Regions from separate parts of the Mus musculus genome. Here all the other regions are linked to region 6. A link is a contact called in public Hi-C, HiChIP or PLAC-seq and promoter capture Hi-C data. All regions are on one chromosome and are shown on one strand. The core of a region is the stretch at or near the end of the contact, and the rest is flanking DNA. Distances in the headings are between cores, read along the strand shown. Region 1 holds the start of 4932413F04Rik (RIKEN cDNA 4932413F04 gene). Region 2 overlaps Tmem108 (transmembrane protein 108). Region 3 overlaps Tmem108 (transmembrane protein 108). Region 4 overlaps Tmem108 (transmembrane protein 108). Region 5 overlaps Tmem108 (transmembrane protein 108). Region 6 holds the start of Nphp3 (nephronophthisis 3 (adolescent)). Region 7 overlaps Tmem108 (transmembrane protein 108).

The links. Promoter capture Hi-C pulls out the DNA fragments that hold promoters and counts their contacts. A called contact is a pair of places that touch in the nucleus more often than the background predicts. HiChIP or PLAC-seq counts read pairs in DNA pulled down with a chosen protein or histone mark.
Region 1: a contact with region 6 is called in an H3K4me3 HiChIP or PLAC-seq map of stem cell-derived neural progenitor cells, with 21 read pairs. The contact joins the promoter of 4932413F04Rik here to the promoter of Nphp3 in region 6. A contact is called at or near these places in 17 of 39 promoter capture datasets (the 3T3-L1 cell line, the C10 cell line, the HPC-7 cell line and 12 more), 5 of 484 Hi-C or Micro-C datasets (the N1E-115 cell line, cortical neurons, embryonic stem cells and 2 more), 11 of 115 datasets of contacts at active chromatin or transcription factors (differentiating embryonic stem cells, embryonic basal ganglia, embryonic forebrain and 6 more) and 1 of 9 other capture datasets (pancreatic islet).
Region 2: a contact with region 6 is called in a Hi-C map of Th1 cells, with 2.4 times the contacts expected there. The contact joins the enhancer-like site here to the promoter of Nphp3 in region 6. A contact is called at or near these places in 7 of 39 promoter capture datasets (the C10 cell line, HPC-7-derived erythroid cells, embryonic stem cells and 3 more), 2 of 15 datasets of contacts at CTCF or cohesin (large pre-B cells and pro-B cells), 21 of 484 Hi-C or Micro-C datasets (the HL-1 cell line, Th1 cells, Th2 cells and 6 more), 6 of 115 datasets of contacts at active chromatin or transcription factors (embryonic forebrain, embryonic stem cells, kidney and 2 more) and 1 of 9 other capture datasets (embryonic stem cells).
Region 3: an H3K27ac HiChIP or PLAC-seq map of heart atrium shows a contact between it and region 6, with 4 times the contacts expected there. The contact joins the enhancer-like site here to the promoter of Nphp3 in region 6. A contact is called at or near these places in 21 of 39 promoter capture datasets (the 3T3-L1 cell line, 3T3-L1-derived adipocytes, the C10 cell line and 14 more), 2 of 15 datasets of contacts at CTCF or cohesin (large pre-B cells and pro-B cells), 12 of 484 Hi-C or Micro-C datasets (B cells, the C10 cell line, CD8 T cells and 7 more), 15 of 115 datasets of contacts at active chromatin or transcription factors (the NIH/3T3 cell line, acute myeloid leukemia, cardiomyocytes and 12 more) and 1 of 9 other capture datasets (embryonic stem cells).
Region 4: a contact with region 6 is called in a promoter capture Hi-C map of second pharyngeal arch cranial neural crest. The contact joins the enhancer-like site here to the promoter of Nphp3 in region 6. A contact is called at or near these places in 9 of 39 promoter capture datasets (the C10 cell line, cranial neural crest, embryonic stem cells and 6 more), 1 of 15 datasets of contacts at CTCF or cohesin (large pre-B cells), 1 of 484 Hi-C or Micro-C datasets (the N1E-115 cell line) and 9 of 115 datasets of contacts at active chromatin or transcription factors (astrocytes, embryonic forebrain, embryonic hindbrain and 6 more).
Region 5: a contact with region 6 is called in an H3K27ac HiChIP or PLAC-seq map of heart atrium, with 6 times the contacts expected there. The contact joins the enhancer-like site here to the promoter of Nphp3 in region 6. A contact is called at or near these places in 18 of 39 promoter capture datasets (the 3T3-L1 cell line, the C10 cell line, the HPC-7 cell line and 11 more), 1 of 15 datasets of contacts at CTCF or cohesin (large pre-B cells), 4 of 484 Hi-C or Micro-C datasets (the HL-1 cell line, the N1E-115 cell line and embryonic stem cells), 21 of 115 datasets of contacts at active chromatin or transcription factors (cardiomyocytes, craniofacial prominence, embryonic basal ganglia and 12 more) and 1 of 9 other capture datasets (embryonic stem cells).
Region 7: a contact with region 6 is called in an H3K27ac HiChIP or PLAC-seq map of embryonic stem cells, with 7 read pairs. The contact joins the enhancer-like site here to the promoter of Nphp3 in region 6. A contact is called at or near these places in 10 of 39 promoter capture datasets (the C10 cell line, the HPC-7 cell line, cranial neural crest and 6 more) and 16 of 115 datasets of contacts at active chromatin or transcription factors (differentiating embryonic stem cells, embryonic basal ganglia, embryonic forebrain and 7 more).

Annotation. Positions count from the first base shown.
Region 1 is chr9:103,555,697-103,558,396 of GRCm38.p6, reverse strand. It overlaps 4932413F04Rik (RIKEN cDNA 4932413F04 gene), which reads right to left and starts at 1,307. Exons shown (of 3, transcript NR_040764.1): 1 at 1-1,307. The region is part of intron 3 of Tmem108 (transmembrane protein 108); the gene reads left to right.
Region 2 is chr9:103,708,436-103,711,279 of GRCm38.p6, reverse strand. The region is part of intron 2 of Tmem108 (transmembrane protein 108); the gene reads left to right. Among named protein-coding and RNA genes, the nearest start is that of Gm46129, 11 kb to the left of the region's middle. Within about 2 kb of position 1,284, at least 53 of the 459 cell types and tissues checked have an H3K27ac peak or open chromatin away from gene starts, as enhancers often do. A contact at or near this core is called in Th1 cells, Th2 cells and pro-B cells, where this site is marked.
Region 3 is chr9:103,600,725-103,603,560 of GRCm38.p6, reverse strand. All of the region lies in intron 3 of Tmem108 (transmembrane protein 108), which reads left to right. Gm32682 (a long non-coding RNA gene) reads right to left here. Exons shown (of 2, transcript XR_379792.2): 2 at 714-916. Among named protein-coding and RNA genes, the nearest start is that of Gm32682, 29 kb to the right of the region's middle. Within about 2 kb of position 1,505, at least 4 of the 459 cell types and tissues checked have an H3K27ac peak or open chromatin away from gene starts, as enhancers often do. A contact at or near this core is called in heart atrium, where this site is marked.
Region 4 is chr9:103,652,854-103,655,553 of GRCm38.p6, reverse strand. All of the region lies in intron 2 of Tmem108 (transmembrane protein 108), which reads left to right. Among named protein-coding and RNA genes, the nearest start is that of Gm46129, 67 kb to the left of the region's middle. Within about 2 kb of position 1,308, at least 54 of the 459 cell types and tissues checked have an H3K27ac peak or open chromatin away from gene starts, as enhancers often do. A contact at or near this core is called in the N1E-115 cell line, pre-B cells and second pharyngeal arch cranial neural crest, where this site is marked.
Region 5 is chr9:103,578,471-103,581,170 of GRCm38.p6, reverse strand. All of the region lies in intron 3 of Tmem108 (transmembrane protein 108), which reads left to right. The region is part of intron 1 of Gm32682 (a long non-coding RNA gene); the gene reads right to left. Among named protein-coding and RNA genes, the nearest start is that of Gm32682, 6.5 kb to the right of the region's middle. Within about 2 kb of position 1,395, at least 12 of the 459 cell types and tissues checked have an H3K27ac peak or open chromatin away from gene starts, as enhancers often do. A contact at or near this core is called in the N1E-115 cell line and heart atrium, where this site is marked.
Region 6 is chr9:104,001,154-104,003,930 of GRCm38.p6, reverse strand. Nphp3 (nephronophthisis 3 (adolescent)) reads right to left here and starts at 1,387. Exons shown (of 27, transcript NM_028721.3): 1 at 770-1,387. The coding sequence starts at 1,150. Gm33054 (predicted gene, 33054) reads left to right here and starts at 1,572. Exons shown (of 2, transcript NR_168653.1): 1 at 1,572-1,629; 2 at 1,897-2,171.
Region 7 is chr9:103,523,809-103,526,555 of GRCm38.p6, reverse strand. All of the region lies in intron 3 of Tmem108 (transmembrane protein 108), which reads left to right. The region is part of intron 1 of Gm32743 (a long non-coding RNA gene); the gene reads right to left. Among named protein-coding and RNA genes, the nearest start is that of Gm32743, 3.3 kb to the right of the region's middle. Within about 2 kb of position 1,340, at least 27 of the 459 cell types and tissues checked have an H3K27ac peak or open chromatin away from gene starts, as enhancers often do. A contact at or near this core is called in differentiating embryonic stem cells, embryonic stem cells and stem cell-derived neural progenitor cells, where this site is marked.

The sequences.
Region 1 (2,700 bases), core at 58-2,557, 450 kb after region 6:
TCTGCAGGCTGGAAGACTGCCATCTTTTGCCAAAGATAGACCTGAGCAGTATGCAAAAGGTCTCAAATGCATTGTGTTTGAATATTAACTTCCCACTCCCCGAAGTGTTTGGTCCTCTGTGCCTTATGTGAATTGAACGAATTTAATTTACTAGAATTGCTTTGCTGGATAATAAGCATTTGTATTTCTCCTTTTTATACAAACAGTAGTATCTTCTGACAGGGAAAAAAAGGAATCATATAGAACACAAGGAAGAAAGCTTTATTGTCCAATAAAAATGTTCCTCAGAGCTGTTGAGAGTGGATGGCAACATTAATCTACAATTCTTTCAATGTCTCATAGGAATGTCATTATAAAAAAAAAAACTGAGCCATTTTTGTATTAGTTACTTTGCTTTTTTAAAAAATAGCAAATTAAAGCCAAGGAAGACTCTAAGACACAAAAATCCATGGCTGTATGTCGCAGACATAGCCCCCGAGATGACTTACCTCAAGAAGTTTTCTCTACTTCCTTCAAATATGATTATTTCCAGGCAATTTGATTTAAATACCGCTCTAAAGATTGTTTGTGGAGATGGGAGATTGCCTTCCTGCAATGATTCTCTTATCTGTAGAAGGATAGAAGCAATTTCATTCCCAAGGAACAAGGAGAGGTATTTTTATTGTTTGCCTTATTTTGTAAACTTCTAATGTCATTGATAGAGACTAATTAAAACAATGTTTTAATCTATTAAATGGCCACTACAAAGACAGTGATGTTCTGGACGTGACCAGTGAGCCCGTTGTCCTTAACAGAGGCGGCTGATTCACAATCGAGCTGATTCACAATTGAGCTAGTTTGGGTTGATGAGAAGACCATAGTCTGTGCTTCTAATCCAGTCCAATCCGGCTATGTCTGATTCTTGGGCAGCAGCAGAAGGGGAGATGGGAGGGAAGGAGGGGAGGACGGTTCCATTTAGCTAATGCAGCCCTGTCATATTGCTTTTCTCGTCATCAGTAAAACTTAGAGTCTGATGGCCTAGAGCCTGTGCGCAGAATCAGGCAGGCAGGAGGAGAGCAACACGGCTTCAGATGGGTGTGCCCTGAGCAGTGCCTGGTCTAAATTCTAACGCCGCTGTTCCGTCACGTGACCAACGGCCAGTTAGGTAGCTGCTTGGCTCCGAGTTTCCTTATTTGTACCCAAAGATGTAGATAACTCTTGGGTCAACCTGAAAGGCAGTAAGCGTAAAATGAAGTGATATCCTGAAAGATTTCTGTGCGCTACCATGCTCGATGTCAGCGTCGGTTTACCTGTGATCTAGAAAGTTCCCCCCCCCCTTCCCTTTTCAGGTAGAGAGCGGAAGTGAGCTGTCATTTGCCCCTAAAACATTCTCTTGCATAACTGAGCCTTGGCTCGTGGACATTCCAGTCACTACTTACAAGTCCCCCTGCCCCATGTAGAGAAGCAGGGTTACCACAGGCTGCTGGACAGCTGGGTTACACACACCTTGCCTCATCCGTTGAACCAGGACAAAGCCATGACAGGCCAGCACATCAGATCTGCAGCTGAGAGTAAAGCCATATGGGGCGGGTTCACCAAGGCTCCCTGGGTAAAAACACCACACAGTCAACAGAAGTCAGCATACTGTGTACAGTGGAATCTCCTGAAGTAAAATCAAAGATCTAGAAAAAGTTGGAATTAAAGGACTGCAAAAGGACTCTTTCTTGTCCAAGTTGGCCCGTTCCCCAAATTCTCAGCTTCTCCTCATCCTTGCTCTTCTTAGAATGGCTAATGGGTTTGTTCACATATAAGTTTCGTTTCAAACATTAACAAAATTCCCCTTTTTCTTGCTTTTTCTCTTAGTTATTGTTTTATGTTTCAAAGAAAATGTTAAAATGTTAAAGGTACTTTTAAAAAAACAAACTAAAGCTATAGTAAAAAATACATTAAAGCGAGCAAAGTGGTTGGGTCAGGATTTAAATGGCAGAGCCTCTTCCCCCAAAGCCCTTGCTTCGCTGAGTTCATTAAATGTAAAATAAGCATTGTGTCCTTTAATTAGGAATTATACACAAGAGGCAGGGTGCTTACAGCCCTCGGAGGAATTATATTTGTGCATAAAGGAATCATCGTGTTTCCCGGTGTGTGGGCCTCCAGAATGTAAGATACCAAGTAGCTGGGCACACCAGGAAGTATTATATAAATATTAAGATATTAATACCAGGTCGCTAGGTTGCCAAAAAGAACACTATTGAAAAGGAATAACCTGGTGTTTTCACTTCACGAGCCTTGTGCTGATCCAGTCCTCATGAGAAAAGGGGTTTAGAGGAGGCACATGGCTAATGCCAGGGCAAACCTTGTGTCAGGAGCTGGTGGGGTAAGGCAGCCAGCGACTTAGAGCCATTAGTGGCCAGTTAAGCTGAGAGTCCAGAGGCGGCAACCCCAAAGGGTGTGTTCAGGGTGACGATGGCCACAGGATCTAAATGCTTGTGTCTGAGTGACTGAAGTGCCAGCCTCCTCTTTCAGTGGGAGGGAGAAGAGCAAGAGTGAGCCCCCAAGATGGTGGTCCATCCCCTAGAGATATCTATCAGCTACCCCCACTTCCTCAGGAGGGCTGCTCCCCTGATGTGTGATCCAGACAGGAGGTCTACATAGGGACTTAATTTCACAGGTCTTCTCTCCCACTGAAGGGGGTCAGAACGGTATCAGGCCATCAGCAGCTTT
Region 2 (2,844 bases), core at 35-2,534, 290 kb after region 6:
ATATTATTTACTTATTTTAGTCATGTTCACTATTCACCCCCCATCTTCTTTCACCAGATCCCTTCTCCTTCCCAACAGGTCTACCTCCTACTTTCGTGACTTGTGAAGGTGGGAGTTTAATAAGAGTTGCTTTCCTGAGCAATGGTAGGAGGTTATTTACTGGAGCATGGGCAACTGACCAGTGACTGTACCACTGAGGAAAGTAATTAGCCCCTCCCCCATCCACCACTTATCTATATTTCTTCAGCAATGGGAGGGGCCTCATGAACCCCCCCGCCCCCCCAGAGCCCAACCTTGTGCAGGTGTTGTAATGCTAACAGTCCAGTTGAATTGTTATCAGTTCATTCATACACTGATACTGTGGGGGGTAAATCTGCCTACCTTAACTAGAATATTGTTCTGTATGGCTGGAGAATGACCCGTGGGTAGCTGTCATACCGGTTTTGAGAGAGTGAGTTTGTTAACGGTACAGCAAGCAAAAGATAAAAGGCTAAGAATCTAGTAGCAGAGACAGCAGAGTATCATCCAGTCAGGAGCTCAGGACTAATGTTCTGAGGCTGAGGTGGCTGGAGTGGCCCGATTAAAAGCGTAGAAAAGGTAACATTATCACATGAGTAGCTGTGATCCTTCCTGGCTTACTGAGAAATCAGGTTCTGGTCACCTGGGAAGCTGCCATTTGCATTGATAACACGTGGGGACAGGAAGAAAGGGCGCATGAGGCCAGCACCTGGGTATGATGATCTCAGAAGGCCATACACCAACCATTGTGTAGACAGACGGTACTTGCCCAGTTCTTCAGTTCAGTCCTTGTTTCGAATGGAGGCTTCTTTATGATGTAGAAATATGTAGGTCTGTGTTTCTGTCTCTCTCTGTCTGTCTGTCTATCTGTCTCTGTCTCTCTGTCTCTCTTTCTCTCTGTCTCTCTCTGTGTATCTCTCTTTCTCTCTGTGTCTCTGTCTCTCTGTCTCTCTTTCTCTCAGTGTCTCTTTCTCTCTGTGTCTCTTTCTCTCTGTGTCTTTTGTCTGTGTCTCTTTCTCTCCGTGTCTCTATCTCTCTTTCTCTCAGTGTCTCTGTGTCTCTGTCTCTCTTTCTCTCAGTGTCTCTCTCTTTCTCTCTGTGTCTCTGTCTCTTTCTGTGTCTCTTGTTCTCTTTCTCCCCCTACTCCTGCCTGCACTCACAGACACACATCCCATTCTATGCTGATGGCTGTATTCATACTTCTTGGTACAAATGGGCAGATTTCACTAGGGTGAAGTGAAGGCATACTTACAGATCCACCAGATGGGCAGGAGGCATCTGGTGTCTTGTGTTTGGGACACCCAGATTCTCATTTCCTGCCAGCTGTCAGCAGGGTCATTCTCCTCTCGAAGCTGCCCACATTCCTTGGATTGCTTTCCCTCCTCCATCTGCCCAGCCTGCAGTGGTAGGCTAAGTTCCTGTCATGCTTTTAGTCTCACCCGCTCTCCTCCTGCTGCCGCCTCCTGGATTCCCTCCCTTCATGCATCTGTAATTTTGCTTTTAGGACTCAGATAATGGTGTTGGGACACACACACCCCTGACAATGTTACTGTCTCAAACATCAACTCATTCTTAGCTTTAACTGTCTACAAAGGTCCTTTACAGCTGCATCTGTATTAAGTAGTTGACTTAACAGAACACACAAGTGTGTGTGTGTGTGTGTGTGTGTGTATGTTTTGAATTTTAGCATCATTGGCCAATGAGATGGCTCCGTGGGTAGTACCTGTGGCCAAGGGTGCAACACAAGTTTGATCCCCAAGACCCACATGGTAGAAAGAGAGAACTGAGCCTTGGATGTTGTCCTATGACCTCCATGTACCATAGCATGTGTGAACCCCAACTCAATAAATAAATATTAAAACATTAAGAAGTCTGTTTTTACACAGTTACTCTGTGTTTTACACAGAGTGTTTTAACTGTTTTACACAGTTACCTAAGAAAACAAATGTTTTCTTCTTAGGTAGAAGAAAAAGCTGGGCAGGCAGGCATTTGTTTAAAAAAAAAATCATTTAGACTAGAGCCTTTGGCTTTTAGTACTTAAGAACTTTTGAGAATATTAATCTGTTTTCTCTGCCACGAACTTCAGGTGCTTTGGGTACATGAGAAAGAAGTCAGCCTTCTCTGTGTGTGTTGTTCATGGACAGTGTGGGCGTCAGGGGAGTTCTTTCTCTGGGGAGGAGTTGAAGGTGAAGTTGCTTCTGAAGGCTGGGCATTCCATTAGTCAAATCTTTACTGTCTATTCTCAGTGTTCTGAAGAGTCTGCCCTTCAGGGGTGACTGCCGGCCGGGTAAACCAATGTGGAATTTGCAAAGGACGCATAAGGATACACCCGGTGTAGTCAGAGACCAGACTGAAAAGCTTGGGCTCTCCATCCACACAGCTTCATAAACATTCATGCAGGAGAACAGGTGTTCTTCCTGCGAAGTCGTTTACGGAATCACAACGTACGAAGTACTTCCCTTTACGGGGTTTCGTCTGGTTCTCACAGTGACGTCTTGTGGTCAGGACTAGAGTAGCTGTGGTACAGATGTGAGAGCTAAGACCAAGGCTTGGAGGAAACCAAATTCCAGTGCTGCAGCAGCAGGGACTGAGGCCACTCTCGACAGCTCTCACGCTGGGGAGAGGAGAGGCACACCTACTAAGAAAGCAACATGGCAGAACTACAAGCATCAGTGTGGGCGCTCAGAACCCCACCTCTTGGTGGCCACACCCTTTTCTAGAGTCCTCCCCTGCTGAGTAGCATTGACCTTCTTGGCCAGTAGAGCAGTGCAGAAACCATGCTATATAATTGTAACTGGTTCACAGCAGGCATTACTACTTGTCTTG
Region 3 (2,836 bases), core at 256-2,755, 400 kb after region 6:
GCCAGAGATGTCATTGAAATCACCCCTGGGTATAACACCCCTGCTTTATTAAATTGTAGTAGTGATGAATGAGACGATGTATTTTATTCTTGTACTCCTTCCCTGTGAGACCAACGTTTCTCTAGGATCTCTAGGATGCATCTCATCTAGGAGACGAGACTCTTTTTGGTTGGTGGTGTTGGGGATTGAACACAGGAACTTGCACACGCCAGGCAAGTGTCTTCCTCGGAGCTATACACTTATCTATTAGTCATGATTTTCTTTATTATTATTTGTAGGGCTGGGGGTTGAACCAAAGGCCTTGCATGTGGCAGGCAGGTATTTGGAATCATCACCAATCTTAGAATCCAAATTTCTCCCCAGTCAACCGAAACTTTATAAGGTTCTAGAGCCAGTGAGATGGTAAAGGTGTTTGCTGCCAAGCTTGACGACCTGAGTTCTGTTCCTGGGACATGTATGGTAGGAGAGAACACACTCTCAGAAGTCCTCTAACCTCCGTGTGTATAACAGGCTTACACACGCACACACACGCACACACACACACGCACACGCACACGCACACAGGCACACACACACGCACACGCACACGCACACAGGCACACACACACACACGCACACACACACACACGCGCACACACACACACACACACGCACACACGTGCACACACACACGCACACGCACACACACACAATAAATGTGATAAAATTTTAAATCATGAGCTATGAAAACTAGAAAGTCGTTTATAGATTTCTAAGGCAAGTCATGGTTACCTATAAAGGAAGAAGGAAATAAATAGCCATACAGATGTTCTCATGAGGAAGGAGTGATGGGCACACATGCTTATGTATTCAATGAGGAGAAGATAGCTGCGAAGCTCCGTGACACTGAGTCGGATGGCTGTCAGGTCATTTGCTTCTGCAAAAGCAAAGGACAGAAGAAAGGAGAGTGTTAGGAGATGATGTTGTTAAATCTCAACAGACATTAGTGGCCAGCGTGGGGCCCTTTTCTTTCATCTTCTGGAAGGAGCTTTATTCTGTAGCTTAGATGGAACTCATATGCGCTCACAGCCGAAAGGAAGACCCTCTAGTAAAGGCTACTCCATTTAGCAATTAAAGATACCGTGTCCATCCTGATAAGAGTGGCTATGTCCCCAGCCTGACTGATGTGAGGGAGGAAGTTTAAGTGCCTCGGTGGCAAAGTGCATGCTGGGAGTTCTGTCGTCCCACACCTGGCTGGTGCTCAGTCATACTGGCTTTCTTTCCTTTAACTAGCACTTTATCCTGTGCTCTGCGTGGCGCTTTTGGAGCCAGTCATTCATCCAGCCTGGCATTTCTGTCCCCCGCTGTTGAGACTCTAGCCCCACAATCCACCATGCTACCATCTAGTCTCTCTGTCACATTTCCCTCAAGTTCTCTATGACACGCAGTTATCTGATGCCTCTCTTGACTGCATCTGCTTATCACTCACATGTCCCTCTGGACTGTCAGCTAAAAGTTAGCACATGCTATTTTCAGCCTACAAGAATGCCTGGTACTTGAGTGTCCCCTCTACCCCTCTCCTGGGACAGTGGCATTAGTAGTGAGATGAACTAGACAGAGGAGCAGTGAGCAGGCTATTGGATGGTCAGAGAGACCCACAGTCATGATCATATCACATGTATTCACAGACATTCAACATGAGCCACATGGCTCATTTAAATTTTTTTCCAGTAGCTAAATTTGAAAACATAAATAAATGAAAAGAAATGAGTAGAGCCAATTCAGATAGCACATTCTGTTTACTATGATGTGCTATGTCCCCATGTGGGTCCCAGAACTACAGCAACAAGGAAAAGAAGAGTAGGTGGACATATGGACAGACACACAAAAAGGGATCGGGTCTGATGGAGAAGCCATAGCACCCAGGAAGCTCAGTGTGTTTGTTACATGTAGGTGAATGGGAAGTAGAGTTATTGTTTACAGCTGAAGGGAGCTGGGTTGCATACAGATAACTAAGAGGATGGGGTTATTATATACGGCTGAAGAAGGTTTAGCTAATCTTGGTAGAGACACTCTTTATAGGGGAGGAGTCTTCGGGCCTTAAACATCTAGGAGGAAAAAGTGAGAAAGGTATTGTGGACATTTTGTGCACATACTGTCAGCTCTAGAACCACAGTAAGCCATCGTAGTCCCTCTGAGCTTCCCCTGGGAAAGGCTTTGCCACACCTACAAGGTTGAGATGTTGGGCTCCTCAACAATGTCGTGTTTACAGCCAACAATGCACATTCACCCTGGACTTCATCCATTCTCTACACCAGAGTATCCAAAATATTATTTCTGTATGGGATCAGTACTAAAAAATGGCTAGTAATATTGCTACACTCATGCACACACACACACACACACACACACACACACACATACGCAAATAGCAGTCCTTTGGAATTTCATGGACAGTTTACATTTACAGCATACATCAATTTAAATACTAAATCTTTGTCAGAAGTATTTGGCATTTAGATGTCATAAAAGTGGTAGTTGCCAGGGGGCGCTGCTGAGGAGATAGCTCAGATAGTAAAATGCTTTGCCACTCAAGCTCAAGGACATGAAACTCTCCCAGCATCCATAGGGAATAAAAGCCAGGCATGGCGACCCATATTATAATCCCAGAGTTGGCAATGTAAAGACAGGAAGATCCTCTGGGCTTACTACCTGGCCAATCTAGATAATCAGTGAGCTCCAAGTTCAGTGAGAAAACCCTGCCTCCAAAAACAAGGTAGAGAGTGATAGAAGATGCTCAGCATTAACCCCTGGCCTCCATGAGCCCACTCACAAGTACACACACACACATACTCCC
Region 4 (2,700 bases), core at 59-2,558, 350 kb after region 6:
GAGATCTTCCTGAAGGGCTAAGTACCAAAGGGAGATCAGACCAGCCTGGACTTTGAAGCACTAAATATTAAATGACTCCAAGTAGCTGAGGGCATTTTATAGTCGTTTACTCTAAAGATACTTCACAGGGCTGGGAAGACGTCTTAGCCGATAAAGTGTTCGCCTGGCAAACCAGAGGGTCTGAATTCAGTTCCCAGGGCCCATGGGATGAAGCTGGGCATAGTGGTATGAGCTTGTATTCTCTGCCCTGGGGAGACAGACAAGAAGGTCCCTGGGACTCACTGGCCAGTCTAGTCTAATCTTCAAAATCTGGGCCAATGAGAGACCCTGTCTCAAAAAACAAGGTAGACAGTTGCTGAGGAATGACACCTACTCTGGCCTCCACACTCAGATACATACATTCACATGTGTGTACGAGAGACAGAGAGAGAGAGAGAGAGAGAGAGAGAGAGAGAGAGAGAGAGAGAGAGAGAGAGAAAAGCACCGTGGGGAAGTTTATAGACAATCAAGAAGGCACTGTCCCAATAGAATCTCCTTTGTAGACTCTCCTATGTGTCTTGCTTTGGGGAAGAAGCCATCTGTGAGTTCACACCCAATTCCAACCATGTTATTGTTGGATGATGGTGGTCTGTGTTTCCTAAGCTTCCTGCAATAAGCATGTATTTTTTTCTTTCTTTCTTTCTTTTTTTTTTTTTTACTCTGCAAAGCAACACAAATATAAATGAAGCCTTAAAATATTATCTCCATAGGAAAAGGGCCAGTGATATTTATTCTTTTGTCCCCAATTTCCTGTACTGTGAACCTGCGGCATCTCCGGGCTGTGAATGGTCGGAGTTTCTGAGCCTTGCTCCTGGAGATGCTAATTTGGTTGGTCTGGGAGAAGATGAGGCTGCTAAGGAGGGCAGAAACTGATCCTAGAGTCAGGCAGGCTAAAGAGCATTGTCTGAATCACCATCTATACATTGTAGCTTCTTACAAGGAACAGAGCCTGTGTTGCAGTTGACAATCTGCATCCTCCCCACCCCCACCCCAACCCCCACTCCCACCCCCTCCACGTGGTCTCCAGCTGTTGCTCTACCTGGGAAGAGTATGTCTGGTTCAGTTTCCTCACGTGTCATTTAAGCCCCTGGGACCTGCAAAAGGCAATTATCTATCAAATTCCAGATGGCTGTGTAGATTAGCCCCAATGAGCAAAACCACAGAGATGGGAACAAAAGCCCGTGATTAGCTGGTTGAGTAACGACAGGCCCTCTCCGTGCAGATGCACCGGAAACAAGGGCAGGAGCCGATCTTAATGTCTTTATTTGCCTGGGTTCATTAATGGTGCATTCATTATGTCAGTACCGCTCTGATGTAAACAGTGTAGAGAGAAACCAAGAGCGCTACCTCCTATTCCACAACATTTTTGTTTTTATGTGTTTCCTTATATTTTTATGGTAGGAGATGACAGTGTTATTTTCCATCCGGTTGTAAAGAACAGTAATGTGTGCTTCCTGGGAAGATTTTTATTCCTCCTCCCCCCTCCCCCAAATTAAGCATTTTAAAGCTCAGCTTATGTGACTGTGAAAACACTTATGCCTCTCTCCCATGTGACACAGGACAAGGCTGCACTGAAAAGAAAAGGAAAAAATGCCCAAAGACACTCAAAATATTTTAGGCTACCATTCCAGTTGTGCTAAGGAGGAAATTATCTAAGATGCTGCCTGTGGAGCCCTGCCACAGACCCGGGATTTGCCAGCTGCTAGTTATCTGAGCTCTGAGTAGAGAGAAGGCCACAGGTAATTGAAAACACAGTTAGGCCAAACCTAGCAACGTGCATTGTCAAAATTTCAAGTCATCGCTATATTAAGTTTAAAGTGTAGCCGCTATTTAGAAATACCAGAATTCAGAAGCTTCATCTTGAGCTTGTAACTATTGATATCACGTAAGCTGTAAGCATCATTTTACTTCTTCAGTGACGAGAGCCTTTGAAAATATCCAATTCTGCTTAACTGCTACTTTTTTGAATGGAAGAAGAGCAGTATCTTCAAGGTATGATAAGAAATCATATAGGTTCATATATATTCCTATGGCCCCCAGAGATGCCAGTGTTGTTTCTAAGTTGAGGGATTACTTTTTGACAAAGTCATTATCTATCTCTACTTGGGGGACACGATTAATCTGACCCCTTCATAATCAAGAACTGAAGCCCATACTGCCCCTCACCCATGTTCCTAATGAAGATCAGTTACATTTTACTGTATCTCACGACTTCATTCAGGATGTGGATTGGGGGTGGAGGTGGGAGAAATGAACTGTAAAAGTGAGACATGCCGTCCGTCTGCACACCTCTAGGGGATCCGGAGGAATTGCTGCGCATGTAAGTGGTGAGCAATGGCCAAATTGGGGTAGTTAGTATTTCCACGTCCTCAAACGCTAATCAGTTCTCTATGCCAGGAGTACTCATGCACGTGCAGTTATTATACAAGTGTCTGCTGTAGCCTGTGGTGTCCCTAAAGTGCCACAGAAACCCAGGCGTAACTCCTTCCACCTACTTGTATTTCCCCCTTCATCTCCACATCCTTCCCTCCGGTTACCAGGGACCGCTTTTCACCCCCGAACTAATAGGAGCTCAATGTTTTCGTTTCCGTGACAACCTGAGGTGTTTGTCTTTATGCATCTGAATTGTTTTACTTGATGACCATTCTGTATGTGTACTGC
Region 5 (2,700 bases), core at 146-2,645, 420 kb after region 6:
CTAATTAGGACTACAAAAAGTTTAAGGTAAAGAGTTTGAGGACCACAGAGTGAGACCATATCTCAAACAAATAAATGAAAATTGTCCTTGAACTCCCCGCTGTGGCTGACAGACAGCGTGTCCATGTCCGGGGACTGGGGGTGGTGGCAGCGGCACTCGCTGGTGCATGAGACTCAAGTGTTATTCCACGGGCTGAGGCTACAGTGCAGGGATTCAGAGTCCTGTCTACAAGAACCACTGCGACACAGTGGTCTCTCATTTACAGCATACCTCTCTCTTCCCATCTCTGTCTGCTGTCCTTGGCAAGCAGAGAGGTTCGGCCAAGAGTACCTCAGATGTAGGCTGCCAAGTAAGAGTCTGGGTAGGGAGGCATCTGAGGAGGAGCTTCTGAAGAGAGCCTGGCAATGGACCATCTGTGCTGCTTGCCCTCCTGATTGTCTATAGGGCAGATGACAGGGAGACTGCACACTGGATCACTGAGCTTGTCATAGGAACACCTTCTCCAGGCTAGAATTAATACCGTGGGTGTCTGTGAGATAGGGTCTAGCCATGGAGCTCGGACAGGCCTTGAACTCTTGGTCCTTCCTAAATGCTAGGATTATAGGTATGTCCCAGAGATCTCGCTTAAGATTTAGCACTGTGGTTTGTGCTTCAGATTGAGGGAGGGAGGAGGGGAAGAAGAGGGGAGAGGAAGAGAAAGGCTATCTCTGACTGTCTGTCTATTTATCTGTTGTCTGTCTGTCTGTCTGTCTGTGTATGTACACATGCATGCTGGTGACCCCAGAGGCCAGAAGAGGGCATCAGGTCGCATGGAGCTGGAGTTACAGGAGGTTGTGAGCCACCTGATATAGGTGTTCGGCACGGAGCTGAAGTCCTTTGAGAGCAGCAAAGGCTCTTAGCCACTGAGCCATCTCCCCAGCCCCTTAGCTGTTTTTAGAAGTAGCTGCATGTGAAATATATCTGCACTTTCAAAAAAAAAAGCATGAAAGATATAAATCATTATATCGTTTGTTGTCTTTCTATAAACACCTATAAAATACAAGCCTCTTAAAACTCAGGACTAGGAGGGAAAAAAGCATGATCATTACTAATCGTTATGTGTGCACTCTCGTATAGAAGGAACACAGTCTGTTCAGATATGTTTTACCTTAACTCCAAGGACGTGCTAATAAATATTCATTACAGTCATTCCCCGAGCCTAGATTTTCTGGTATGATGTTCTCTCTCTCTCAGGCAACCTCGTCATCACGTGTGTGCGAGCCCATGCATGAGATGGGGCTGATCTTGTGAGCAGGATATTTTTAAACGTCCACAAGAGATTATTCTGCAGTGCTGTCCTGACTAAGAGGCCCTGGAGTGAGTTTAGAAGTGAGTGCTATAAACAAAAACTAGACATGAGGCTGGGAAAGGCCCTGGGCTCTGGCCAACCTGGATGAGTTGGTGGGTTGAGCAGGCAGCAGCAGGTCTTTCCAAAGCATCCAGGATACAGGACAGGTTGCTGCACTCCATGATCCCAGAGCAGCTGCCTTCATTCATTCCTTCATCCGGCACACAGTGACACCTGCTGTGCCCTAGGTACCATGACTGGTGGGAGGATGCCAAGCAGCTCTCCCTCCCACCTGTGGAGAGCACAGAGCCTGGTGGACCAATCGGCACTAGATATTATAATAAACAGGGGGACAGGAGTGTGGGCAGCACAGGGCGGCAACCTGTGGAAGTGGCATGTGGCCAGACTTTGAGAGTGGAGGCCATTAAAGGCTCCCCAGGGAAATTGAATGGAAGGCAGATTCTAGAAGGATAATGAATAGGACTGTACATCCTAGCAGTCAACACTGTGACCAGGCTCTGTGTACAAGGCAGGCCCATTGTTGCTGTATAACAAAGCACCCCAAAACTAAGCGCCTTAAGGCACTATACATCCTACTCCCTCAAGGGTCAGGAACTCAGGGACGCCTTAGCCTGATGGCCCTAATTCAACATCTCACACACAGCAGCAGTTGAGGTGTCAGTAATGCCTGCCATTCCCAGAAGGCTTGATACCAGCTAGAGGGTCTACTTCTAGAATATCTCATTGGCCTGGCCATTGGCAGGAGGCCTTGGTTCCATACCTTGGTGGTCTCTTCCTAGGCACACCCACATGACAACTGGCTTCCCGTAGAGTCTATGATCCAGGAGGTAGCAATGTGAAAGAAAGCCCATATATCGTATCACCTCGTTTACGAGTTCTACAGAATCTACTAGCTACATCAATCAGCCCTTTTCAGTAGAGGAGGGGGACTATAAACGGAAGAGGAACACAGATTGTTAAGGAGACATGGAAGCTGGGTACCACACAAGGATATAAAGTTTAAAGTGGGCAGAGGAATCTGGGCAGTTGCAGAGCCCAGTTGTGATGGAACCTAGTGTCCGAGTGTGGGATCTTGGGCTTCAGCTATGCGTATGGGGCCATTGCAGCAGTAGGAAGGGAATCTGTAGTGGCAGATCTGGGCAGGATAGGGATCGGGCTTGGAAACGGAAGCTGAATGTCCAGCAGGTGATGTGAGCCTACCTCAAGCTGGTCGTACAAACACAGACCATGGCTGCTCAGGGCGGTTCTCAGACAGTAACTCTGGCATTGTCTGGGAGCTCACAGGTGTGCAGAATCCCAATGGTGCTAAACCAAATCTCATTTCTGTGGACCTGAATGATCGAGAAATGCTA
Region 6 (2,777 bases), core at 138-2,637:
GGGCTTCATAGCTTATGGGAATGATGCCCTACTAGAAGGAAGGAGCCTTCTTTTACAAAAAAATCTGTGATGTTTATTTAAGTTCTGATGTGCCGGGAGCTCTTGGGCTGTCAGAGATCCCTCTCACAGAAAAGAAAGGTATAAACAAATGACCACCAGAGAGGCTCCGAACCCACGGCATATAGTCCCATATTTTTACTCCGAGAAGTTCTGCTTTACCTAGTATCCGAATGAATCAAAGGCGATCTGTTATAAGGCCTACAATAGCATTGCAGTAACTGTTTAGTCCATTAACTAAATGGACTAAGAGAGTTTGAGTACTCTCAGGGAAGACTTTTAATCACAACAGTTAAAAACCATAAAATCAGGAGGTTTCCAGAAAAATTCCTATCGTATCATTAAACCCCAGAATCTGCCGAACTTCGCGAAGAAAACTAACCCAAGAACTCCATTTTGGAGATACCTAAAACCGGGAGGAGTTTGTGTGTAGTTGCTCTGAGAAATTTTTCGACTTCAGGACTTGGGTTGATTCAACGTGTCTTAATGAATGAACCGTAAATTGAAAGGGGCAGGGGAAGATGCTGATAAGAAATTAGTTTACACTCAAATAATGATTCCACATAAAGGAGGAGCAGCTTTTGCACAATTTAGAAAACAACTTGGTTTGTAGCTGGGGTAGGATGGTGGTGCCACCAAGCGGCTGAGCGGTGCGCTCGGGTCTCAGTTTCCTCAGAGCCTCCCGCTTGCGACGCTCTCGGTCCCGCGTTACCTGCAGCTCCGCCCGCAGCCGCTTGTTCTCCGTGTCCAGCTTGGCCTCTCGGCGGCCCATGGACAGCAACTCCTGGTTCTTGCTGACCCGGAAGATCTCATACTCTTTCTTGAGCCGCTCGAACTCGGCCGCCGCATACTCTAGCTCGGGCACAGACGAGCCGGTGGACTTGAAGCTGGCGCCCAGCAGCCCGCCGCCCCCTGCCGCGCGAGGCAGCGACCCGGGCCCGGCTCCCGCGCCCCTGCGGAACGAGCTGCGCAGCAGGCGGGCCTTGGGTTTCACTTCCACCGGGATCTCGCAGGCCTCGCCGCCGCCTGCCCCGTACGTGTCCTCGATCACCTCCCCGCCAGTGGGACTCACCAGCGACGAGGCTGTGCCCATGATGCCCGCGGCCGGCTGAGGCTGAGAGTCGGCTGGGTGCCAGGAGGAGGCGGGACCAGGAGGGCGGGGCCTGTCAAGCGGGGCGGAGCGCCGCAGGGAGAAACCAAAATCAGAGAGGAGCGTGGCCAGGAGCAGGGAGGTGGCCGGGGCGTGGCCAGGCCTTAAGGGCGGGGCCTAGATGGTGGGGCGAGGTGCTGTAGAGGAGAGGGCGGAGTTTGGAGGGAAGAGCGGAGCAGTAAGTGAGCCGGGCCTGGTGATTGGGGAGAAGGGCGTAACGTGGCAACTAGAGGGGCGTGGTGTTGAAGAAGAGTGGCCGTCTTGAGAAGGGGCGGAGCCATACTTTCGGGGCGTGGCCGAGCAAGCTGGGGATGTTAAGGCTAACAGAGAGGGGTGGGACGTAGCAGCGAGAGGAGGTGTGGTCAGTTGAGAAGAGCAGTGCCCAGAGAGAGTGTCGGGCCAGATTTTAGGGTCGTAGCCCGGTAAGTGGGGCGTAAGGCAGCAGCAGAAGAAAGAGAAAACCAGTCAGAGAGTCGGAGAGGTGGTCCTGGCTGGACAACGAGAGGGGGAGTGGCCAGGAGTCCTGTGGGGCGGAGCCAGGCTTTGGGGGCGTGACCAGACACGCGGGGGCGTGCTCTTCTGAATGAGACCAGTAGAGGAGCTGGACAAGGGAGGGTTGAGAGAAATGAGACTCGGGAGGAGAGGAATGGGTATCACGGAGCTGGCGGCCCTGAGAACTTGCTTTGCAGGAGCAGGCGGCAGGACTGAGCTGGGCAAGCTGGGCGGTACCAGGAGATCCGGACATCCAGAAGGGAAGGTTCCAGACTAGGCCCAAACCTACAAGCTCTGCTCCCTCTGCGTGAACTTTGTCTCAGTGAGCAAGAACTAGATCACATACCCATCTGCCCCCGCTCTGCCGCAACTGTTTCTGTGGTCCTGACTAAAGGGCTCTTTTCTGGAGGCAGTTCAGTGCCTAGTGTGTCTCTCAGGAAACATGTAATAAATAATGCCAGCCAGGAAAGAACTTCGAAGCATCACCACTTGAACCCCCCCACCCCCGCGACCCTTCTCTCCCCCCACCCCCATCCTTGATAAGCTCAGGTTTTATAACGCCTGGCGATAAGGATGCCAGGGACCCTATTCTAGACGGAAGAAAATTGTTAAGTACAGGGTTTGCAGGAAGGGAACGCGTGCTACTGTTCCAAGTTGTCCTTGGTCTGCTAACTTATCTTCCTGCCCATCCCAGATTGGTACCCCAGGTTAGAGGGGACAGAAAAGTGAGCAGTGGCTTTGACTCAACACTGTTGTGAGCTGGGTGCTGGTAATCTTTATACTTGCCCTTTTCTTAGGCAGTCTCCGAATGCCAGCCACTCTCTCTGCCATCATCCTCATTACCGGGAGCCTCATTACCCAAGGGGGATATAATCTTATTCCAGTGCTTGCTTACTCCATCCCCAGCTGTAAGAAATCTGGTAGCATTTTAAGCATCAGTCCATGCAGAGCCTCCTTGGGCTGACCTAAGATAGTCTTTGGTGGCTCACTCCATCCACAGGCATCCCTAGGATTCTTGGAAAGCCAACTCTGAGATGTAGATAAGCAAGCAAGATGTCTACCAGAGAATGCTGGGTAG
Region 7 (2,747 bases), core at 91-2,590, 480 kb after region 6:
TGGCTGTTCCTCCTTCAGCCACCTATCTCTCACCCAACAAATTAGGACCTTGCATTGGTTACGTTTCTCCTTGCTACTGCAGAATACATAGCAGAATAAGCTAAGGAAGACATGGTTGACTCAGTGCCATCCATCATCGTGGAAAGTTGTAGCAGTGGGATCATTAGGCAGCTGGTGACGTTAGACCCCATCAGGGACAGAGAACGATGAATGCTGATAGTCAACCCACTTCTTCCTTTCCCATCTGCCCAGGGTGCAACCCCACAGTCAGAGTGGGTCTTCCCATTCACTTAGCTCGGTCTCAGAACTCCCTCACACACATGCAAGGTCTGTCAGAGGTTTGTCTACTAGATGACTCTAGATCCTGTCACGTTTACAACATAATCATCACAGACTTTAATCAAACATAGAGCAGCTATGCAATCTGAGCCAACCCTGTCACCTCGTGCTTTCCGGGCTGACAGAGGAAGCTTGGGGCGTGAGATCTGAATTGGGAGAGAGATGGGGAGAGTGTGGAGACTCATTCATTAAACTTGCAGACAGAGAGGCAAGTTAGGAGCTGGGCAAGAGCCTTCCTCAGCCTCTTTCTTCAGTCACTCCTTTTCAGAGAAAGAAAACAGGGCTGTGATTGTCTAATCAGAGAGCCTGCTTGCCCAAACTTCCCTTCACACGGAGGCGCTGGCTCTCTCCTGACATTCGGGAAGCATCAGTGCGCTAGCTATGTCCTTAGGTAAGGTTGCTTAGCAATGAGACCACTCGATCCTGCCCACTGTATTTGCCTTTTTCTGCTTTTGTTGACCTTTGGTCTCTTTCCTCAGGGAAATCTCGATCTTGATGTTTTTGTCACAAGACCTACTATTTAGTTGCCCCTTTTGATGGACATCACCCTGCAGTATTTTGGAAACCATGTGGGAGGTGAGGGGAAAGGCATACATCCATGTCTACAGTAAAAACATGGCGGCTACCATACAGACCATATGCCAGTGAAACTCGGCCAGTAGGATGCCCAGATGTGTACAGCTAGGGCCTCACACTGATGTGTAGCTCTGTCACACGTGGTCAGATATCTGAAAGACTCCAGCTGTGTTTCAGGGGCACAGTAGAGTAAGCCAGCATCCGGAGGGTCACACAGCTCAGCCCCACCTCTAGCTGTGCCCGGACTCTCATCTAGTACAGTAAGCTGAATGGAGCAGAAGCATGAAGGCCTGTATGTGTGTTTGTTCGAGTCTAGCCGTGCCTCTGGGAGCCAGTATGAGAGAGAATGAACAGAGGCTGGGGCCAGAAGGGCCAGGCACAGAACATTAGCCTCCGACCTGGAATTGACCTCTGAAACCCCTGACTTAGAGATGAAGCTCTGTGGATAGCATGGTGCCGCCCCTCTGGCACGCCCTCCCTAGACCCCTCCCCCACACCTTGCCAAGCAAATCCTGGCACGATCCCAGCTCAGAGAGTGGCTTAAGAAGCCAGGCAGCCTCCCCGGCTGGTGGCAGGAGCCTGTCAGATTTTACTTTAAATGTCATAGAATCTTTTTTTTTTTTTTTAAACAGAGATATAAATTTCTAATTTGGCTTTTTCCTTTACATGTTCATTCGGCATATGTGCTAAGCACATGCTTTTCAAAAACTAGTTATGGTTTAGTTTTGATTTTCTTACTTCAAAATGATCAGCACCTCACACTCCTGATGAATAATTCATTATGCAAACCAAGATCCTTCTTGGGCTCATGGGAAGGGAGGAGGCAGGCGCTCTGCTCTCCTGCTTTGTGTGTGAGCGCCTGCAGGAACCCAGTGGTCAGAGCTGCTCACTCCAGGACACAGCCATGGCCGGAAGGGTCTGGATGTCACCCTGGAGTGTTCAGGGATGGCCGTGTTAAAGTGATGCTGCTGTTTATTTAAAGGCTTTGGTTTTGTCTCCCCTTAAACCCCTAAAGTTCAAAATTAGGACCTTGTTAATTAAAGACATATGTTCATCCCAGTTCGTGTTGCTACGTAAGTTTAATGTCTCTGAAGCCCAGGCTGCCTGTTGTGGTCCCTCTGGGCCAGACCACACTTGTGACTTAGTGTGAGTACATACCAATAGTAACTATTGGTATCTTTCCAGTGCTTCAATTGAGGAACTATGTTTAATGGTGTGAAGGTGTGTGTGCTTGAGTGAGAAAGAGAGAGAGCGAGCATGACTAGAAGCCAACATCTAGTGTCTTCCTCTATTGCTTTCCCTGTCTCCATCTTCCCAGCTCTGGGATTACAGGCATGCCTCCTGCACACTCCAGATCCAAAGTGTGTGGACGTTAGGGATCCACAGAGGGCACTGGGCAGACTGAGCCATCTCCTCTGCTCTTGTGTCTGAAGTCTGCACAAAGACCTGTGACTCAGCACAGTGTGTGTTCCAAGGGACTTGGAGCAGAGGGGCTTCAAGCAGAGTGGCAGGACGGGAGTGTGAGGTTTTGAGGAGAAAATGCTCAAAAAAAAAAGCATTCTTTCCACTCCGTATTTCAGAGGAACCACCAAGTTCCATGTGATGGCAGAGGAGAGAAGACACTGTCAAAACAGCTGAGCAGGGGCTGTCTTCTGTTCCTAAGATGCTTGGGAGAGGATTGGCAGTTACCCGCCATGCGCTATAACAGGAGGGGAGGGGGGGTGATGAAACTGTCTAGACAAGCCAAAAGGAGCTCTTTCATAAATGGAGAATAATGCTTGTAAGTGTAAGAAAGCATTGTGTCATATTTAATCAGCAGGAATTTTCCCCTC